Regions from separate parts of the Anas platyrhynchos genome. Here region 1 is linked to region 2. The links are chromatin contacts, called in public Hi-C maps. All regions are on one chromosome and are shown on one strand. The core of a region is the stretch at or near the end of the contact, and the rest is flanking DNA. Distances in the headings are between cores, read along the strand shown.

Region 1 (3,373 bases), core at 630-3,129, 280 kb before region 2:
GGCTCTAAAAATTAGAGAACTCAGGTAAGAGCCATTTCTGAAAACTTGGGCCAGCTTAATTTCTAAAAGCTAGTTTTTGTTTACTGTTTAGCTCAATGAGTAGACTCTAGTGCTGTTTTTGTTTCATTTTTTTTTCCCCTCCATTACATGTGAATTTATTTAAATTATTTATCCACAACATTCTTTAAGGTTAGATTATTTTATTGTGGCAATTGAAGCAATCTCTGTGTAGTTGCATATTACTTTACACATCTCCCCTTGGGGCTATTCACATATCCCCACATGCATGGCTCCCACTAATACTTGTCAGTGGGACTTAACATACAAGTGCAGACATGAGAATAACCCCTTGCTGGGCACTTAACTAGATTTTATTTTAATTTTTTTTTTTAAGTTGCTCGCTCATGGCAAACATCATGGTTATTGGAAATCACTGCACTTACCAGGATCAGCAAACACAACCTCCCTTTCCTTCTCACTCTTTCAAATGGGAGCTGCTTGGTGCATTTGGTGTGCTCAAGGTAAAAAGTTCACAGATAAAAAACAGGAACACAAGGTTATGGAATAAAGTGGCTTTATTCTGCACATTGTCACTGTTTGCCATACAACTGTATACAGTTAAGCCTCTCCACTGAAGAAAGCTTTTTTTGTTTGTTTGTTTTAAAAGGTATGAATTGCAATGTGGACATTTGGGTTCTGTCTGTGGCTCCATCATAGACTTCCTGGTAGGATAGCTAGAGCTTTGCTGGTCAGTTCTTATGAGAATGAATGGAAAGCTGAGGTTTGAAAACTTGGTTTTTATTTCTGCATACCTGTTTTCTGCGTCTTTAGTGGTTCTCATTACTGCGGACTCCCCTCTACGCCAGTATTTACATGTGTGTAAGTTAAGTGATGACAGAACACTTTCCATCAAGAAGTTGAAATCTTCAATATGTTTTGTAAAACTGATGCATCTTGTACCATCTGTAATCCCCCTCCACTGCAATTCAGGGACATGCAAATGTTGAATCATCATTATTTGTTAGCCATATGAAAATAATTACTCTGATTTCAGAGTAATTAGGAACGAACATGTGCCCATATCAGAAAGAGGAAATGACCAAATCAAGATGTGGTCCGCTAGCCTCTCCAGCCAGGAGGTTTTCTACCTTTAAGCCACTTCAAGATTTTGGAGGGGTTTTGTGTTTTAAAAGTATGGTCCTTGAAGATGTTTGCTGAGTTATAATTCTGGATGCACTAGGGACCAATGAAGTAAAGTAAAGCCAAACATAGGCAGGAAGCACTGTGTTTCGATACCCAGCCACCCCGGAATGAATTTACTTATTTCAGGTCTTCACTTTCTACCTCACTCTATGATTTCAGGCTTGCTTTAATGGTATGCTAGAAGCATGAACATGCCAATAACAGAGTACTGTGATGCGACATCTAACTTTCAGAAGATCTGGCCCCATCCCAGCAGCCACCTTGTGGGCAGAACCTCAAATCACGGCAAAAGTCTGCTGAATTCAGTCCCACGGGGACTGGGACTTGCTTCTGAAGGCTAAACCACAGGCAGCCCTTATGACAAAGCCAACCAGCACACTCAGCAGTTTCAGCAGGCAGTAACTCACAGTGTTATCCGTCACCCAAGGCTGACCATTCACCACCTTTAACTTTACCAGGTATGAGCCATCTGAGGACATTCTCCACACTTCATTTTTTTCGTCAGGCTGATTTCTGTTTTGGAAATTTTTTATCCATGCCAATTCATCTATCTCTAAAAAAGGCACTAGGAAAAAAAAATGTTTCAGTGTTTCTGGCAGTTTGTCCTTGAAAAGGCCTATCGACGTCACGCCTTGAAGCAATAACCAGGAGATTGGCCTACATCAGCCCTTTCTTAAGAGATGCTTTACAGTAGCCTTGAAAATCCATCAAATCTGAAAAGCCTTCACAAGTTCAGAGTTTGCACATGCTCAGTAAAAGTATTTTTTATTTTTTTTTAAGCATTAAGCTGCTAAAGTCAGTGCAGGTTTTAGAGGGAACCGGCACCATTTGGGTAACACACACAAAATCTACCTCACTGCAAGGGGGTCGTGAACCCCGCTCTGCTGCCTGCTTTTAAACATTTTCCAACTTTCATGTGCTCGGTCTCACATCCCCAGTGGTGTCCTGTGAGCATCCCCTCTTCACGTGCAATTGGGTGTAATTTACAAAGCAGGTAATGAATTAAAATAACGGTGCCCTCATTGCCTAGTAGGAAGTATGTCTCTTAACTGGTACTAATGGATGGCAGCCATTAGTTACTCTTACATTAAGGTGCATTCATATTGAAATTTTACACTGGCATTACAATGCATTTGATTAAAATGCAGAAGAATTACGCATTAGATGTCATGTGGCTGGATGGAAGCATAATTTAGCTGAGTCTGCAGATGCAGTCATGCAGGTGTTTCTGTAATTCAGATTCAGTTGGTGAAACTGTTGATGTTCAGTGGCCCTCAAATCACATCACCATCTGTGGTTCAGCTCCTTCTGAAAGGAATTCCTTGTGCTTTTTATCAGATATGATCACTGGATTCCTGAGCAAAAGTTTTGTGAATCAGGCAACGCTTAAATATCAGGTGTTCTGGGGGAAGGGGAGGCACTGCAGACATCAGGTATTTCAGCTGTGCTTGTTAACTACAAGTCTAGCATAAGGAGGAGATAAAAATGGGGCTCTTTGTGGGAATATTCCCCTCCCGTCAAGGAAGCATTGTGCTTTCTTACCCAAGGAAGAGTTAAAGTTTGAATTGCGTCTGATTTGCAGATTTTGAAACTAAGCCAAGTTTGGCCTTACATATCTCTCTACAGAACAGTCCAGTATCTGAAAAAACTCTGTGCTAGAGGTTTTAGTTAGATTTACATTTTCTACTTAAGCCCCTCACTGATAAACACCATTTTAACAGCTGCAACTCTTGCTACTTCCAGTTTTTGCAAGCTCCAAGACGATGCCAGTTACGGAGAGCTAAAGCCCAACACTCAGACGGGTCCATCACTGCCAGCAAAAGCTCCCATGTACTTGAAGACACTCATGTACACAATTTCTTTGCTAGACTGAGAACTTTTTAAAGGCAGGGAGATGTTATTGGGAGCGGAAGGCTGCAGAAACTAGGTAAGGATAGCAGGGACAGAGCGAACAGCAGCAGCGCTCCCTCCACAGCGCTGCTCGCAGCATAATGCAGGTGCTGCCCTCTCTCTGCAGGGTCCTCCAGTTCGCAGGAACATCTTTCCAGTCTGGAAACATCAAGCCCTTTCCTAGGGTTTGAAGCAGGATGACATTAAGTTTTGGAAGTTCAGACTCTGTGCCGTTGGAACATGCTGCGAGGCAATCTAGCTAACGTGCAGTTGTGTCTAT
Region 2 (3,381 bases), core at 83-2,582:
TATGATCTATATTTAGGCACTTGTAAATGAAGTTTTGCGGTCACATGGCTGCATTCTTGTACGACTCCATGAAGTAGTTTTTTCACATTACTGAGATTTATACGTTTGTGTTTGCATACTGCAGGTGTTTCCATAAAAGCTTGGGATAGCCACATTAAGGAAGATGGCCTGGAAAAAAAAAAAAAAAAAAGAAAAAAAAAAGAAAAAAAAAAGAAAATTATACTGAGCATACCTAAAAGCACTACCCTGGGGCAAAAGTGTGAAGTCACTGCAGAAATGAGGGAGTTGCAGACAGGTAAGATTTATGGATTTAGACCTTTTTGGAGCTCCTCCTCCAAGCAGAGGGTGGAGTCGTGCAAGGGGACAGCATCCCTTTTGGGCTGTATCCCATGCGGTGCCCCAAGTAAGCGGTGAGCCCTTAGCAGAATATTTCAAAATGTCAGAGAGTGCTGCAGTGCTGAGCTCATGCTATGCAAATGCTAGCCTGATGAATTATGTGCTGTACACACTACACACAAATCCTGTCCCAGCCAGCCCTGGAAGAGGAGATAGCATTCTTGCCGGTGTGTCCTCTGCTCCAGGAAACTTGCCAGGAGGTCACACCATAATTCATGCTCTGCTGATGCTTTGTAAAAGTTGCAGCCTGTACCTTGGCTGCTGCGCTGCTGACCCCAGCATCCGTGTCACCTGCCGGCCCCTCGGAGCCTGGTGGCCGACCGCATCCCCCTGCAGCTCTCATGGGCAGCATGCACCCAGTCCTGCCCTGCCCGGACTCAGCCCAGCATCAGGCAGAAGGTCAGGGGGGTCTCTGCTTTCAGGCTACAACCACAGCTGGTTTGACCCCTGGTTTGTCCTCCTGATTGCAGCAGCAGACAGCTTGATGTACAGAAAGGCAGTAATTCATAGGGCTTGTCCTAAAGAACCCATCCAACTAAGTTAAAGAACCCACCTCTGATAAGCAGGAGTAACCAAAACCTCAAGATAATCAGCACTTAATTTAGCCTGGTTCAGGCCGCGCTGTAAAGTGGTTCTACCCCAACTTCCATGAGGCAGTGCTGGGAAACAGAGGAGTTGCTGGAGAGAAGGGACAGCCGACAGTATAGGGGGATTTCAGAGCAACTTGAAATCGTCCCGAAAGGTTGAGGTGGTGTGGTAAAAGTTTGGGGCAGAATGGTGCAAAGTTTGGCAATGGGGGGAGAGGGTTTTCTTCCACTCTCTTTCCCTTTTTGCAGGAGGACCCCCGTACTAATCCAGTCCCTGGGAAGGGACAAGGCAAGGGCAGGCGGGGGCAGAGGCTGCACGCCCAGAGGTGCCACCCTGCTTTTTTGGAGCTTTCTGCCTTTTTGGAGGCTCGCTGGGGAACGAAAATCTTCCATCTCCTGCTGCCACAGACAAGGCTGGGTGCTGGCCCAAATGTGGGTCAAGAGTGACACCCTGTGGACAACTTACTCTTTTTCTCGTCCTCCAGGATTTTCTCTCCTGCTGCTTTCTTTTCTTTTCCTTTTTATTTATTTATTTATTCCTCCTTCCCCCTTGTCCCCCCCCTGCTTTGCTTACACAAACACTGCAAGCACCCGGTTTGCACAGGGGTTGTTGCTGCAAGCTCAGCCAGCCCAGGCAAGCTGGGAACAGCATTTTCCCCTGAAAAGTGAGGGGCTATATAAAGAGCCCCAGATCTCCCTTCTGTTCCTTTTTTGGGTTGTCCCCAGTTTGCACTTGGTTTCATCGGTATCTCTCAGGGCCTGGCCATCACTCCTGACCCCCATCAGTGCCTCTGCTTTCCCTCTGCTTTTCAGCTCACCCCAGCTCTTCTGTCGTGCAGCTCATCAGCTGGAGCACGGTGAGCTCCTGGGGCTCGTAAATCTAGCTGCTGCTCACAAAATTTGGCGAGTATGACCCCAGGCTGTCTGTTAAACTGGGAGAGAAATTGCACGGGCTTCCCTGCAGTCACCCCCCTGCCCTCCCCAAGCTGCCCTGGGTGAGGATTCCTGCCTGAACAGAAAAACTCATGAAAAAAAAAAAAAAAAAAAGGGTTTTATAGAGACTGCTTCTCCTCTGGTCACCATAATGGTCCCTTCCTAATCTCAGACCTGCTGGGGGGTAGGACCATGCTGTCCTGATGCTCCTGGCATTATCCCCAGTGAGCAAGATCTGATGTCCCAGAACAGGGTGATCGACACCAGCTGACAACCTGGACACCCCGTCTCCACAAAATAAAATAAATAAATAAAGTACAGTTTTATTTTAAGCAACAAATAATTCCGTTTTATACTGGTGAGAAATTCCTCATCACTCATTTAATTACGCGGGCCTAAAAGAAACCATAATGTTCTGGCATGCCTGTGTGCTGGGAGTGGGAAAGAGGGGGGTGTCAGAGCCCTTCCAAAAGTTTATGTCCTTTCTTACCCCTGGCAGTTTAACCCTGCCAAATCTGCACAAACCTATATATATCCGAAAGCCAAGGCTGGAAGGAGATTCCTTAAAACCCGCAAAAGAAGCGAATATAAGGGCAGTAATTTTTTCCAATGACATTTATATGCTGTCATTAACTCTGCTTTAGCTGGTACAGTTTAAAGCTTTCAGAGAATGTAACTTCAGCTGCACCAACTACCACATGTTTTTGCTGACAGGAGCTGCGGGGTTTGCCTGGTCAGCCCACATAGACTCTCTGCCTTTTCCATAGTGTGCAAAAGCTCGACGAGGAATAGGTCTTGTTGAGCAAAAAGTCATTTTTGCTGTTATTATGCAATTTTCAGCAATCTAGGCCTCAGCATGCATTCTTGTCGGAAGAAGAGCTATAGATCAGGTCTCATTCTCTGGCATTGTGTAGAACAATGTTAGGTCAAAAGAGATGGAGTTTGTCTGGGGAGGGGTTGTTATTTTTCCAGCCCTGCTCATGACCCTCCATGTGTTATATCCTATCCCTTGAGATTAGGAGGCAGCACCCTGGCAGGTATCAGAGCACTCAGAAGACACCAGAAAATAAAAAATAATAATAATAAAATAAAAAATAAAAGAAAATGAAAAAAAAAAAAGTAGAAAAGAATCAAACAAATCTGCACTGCGTTAGGCACTTACTAATGAACAGCAGGAGTGGGAAGATCTGCAAGGAGAAGAGTGTGGGGCAAGAGTGGTTGTGTTGAACTCAAACACGCAAACAAAAACGTGAAGGTTGTGGCAATGCTACTGGGCTGTGGGAACGGGAGGTGAGCGATGCCAAGGTGAGCACGAGAAGCTGTTCTACCTCCAAGATGTGGCAAATCTGAAAAATTCCCCACCTGGGGAAACATCTCCTCCCAGTTCCCAACTTAATGCAGATTTAGCCACTCTGCCTGCAGAAGGGGGCCTTCAGGTATCCGTTTCGGTCTTTCTGCACAGTGG

What was found. A called contact is a pair of places that touch in the nucleus more often than the background predicts.
Region 1: a contact with region 2 is called in a Hi-C map of skeletal muscle, with 4 times the contacts expected there. The contact joins two enhancer-like sites. A contact is called at or near these places in 3 of 8 Hi-C or Micro-C datasets (liver, skeletal muscle and subcutaneous adipose tissue).

The regions. Positions count from the first base shown.
Region 1 is chr8:36,370,282-36,373,654 of IASCAAS_PekinDuck_T2T, reverse strand. All of the region lies in intron 2 of NFIA (nuclear factor I A), which reads right to left. Among named protein-coding and RNA genes, the nearest start is that of NFIA, 100 kb to the right of the region's middle. Within about 2 kb of position 1,879, at least 1 of the 8 cell types and tissues checked has an H3K27ac peak or open chromatin away from gene starts, as enhancers often do.
Region 2 is chr8:36,093,567-36,096,947 of IASCAAS_PekinDuck_T2T, reverse strand. No RefSeq gene overlaps it. Among named protein-coding and RNA genes, the nearest start is that of CYP2J2, 67 kb to the right of the region's middle. Within about 2 kb of position 1,332, at least 1 of the 8 cell types and tissues checked has an H3K27ac peak or open chromatin away from gene starts, as enhancers often do.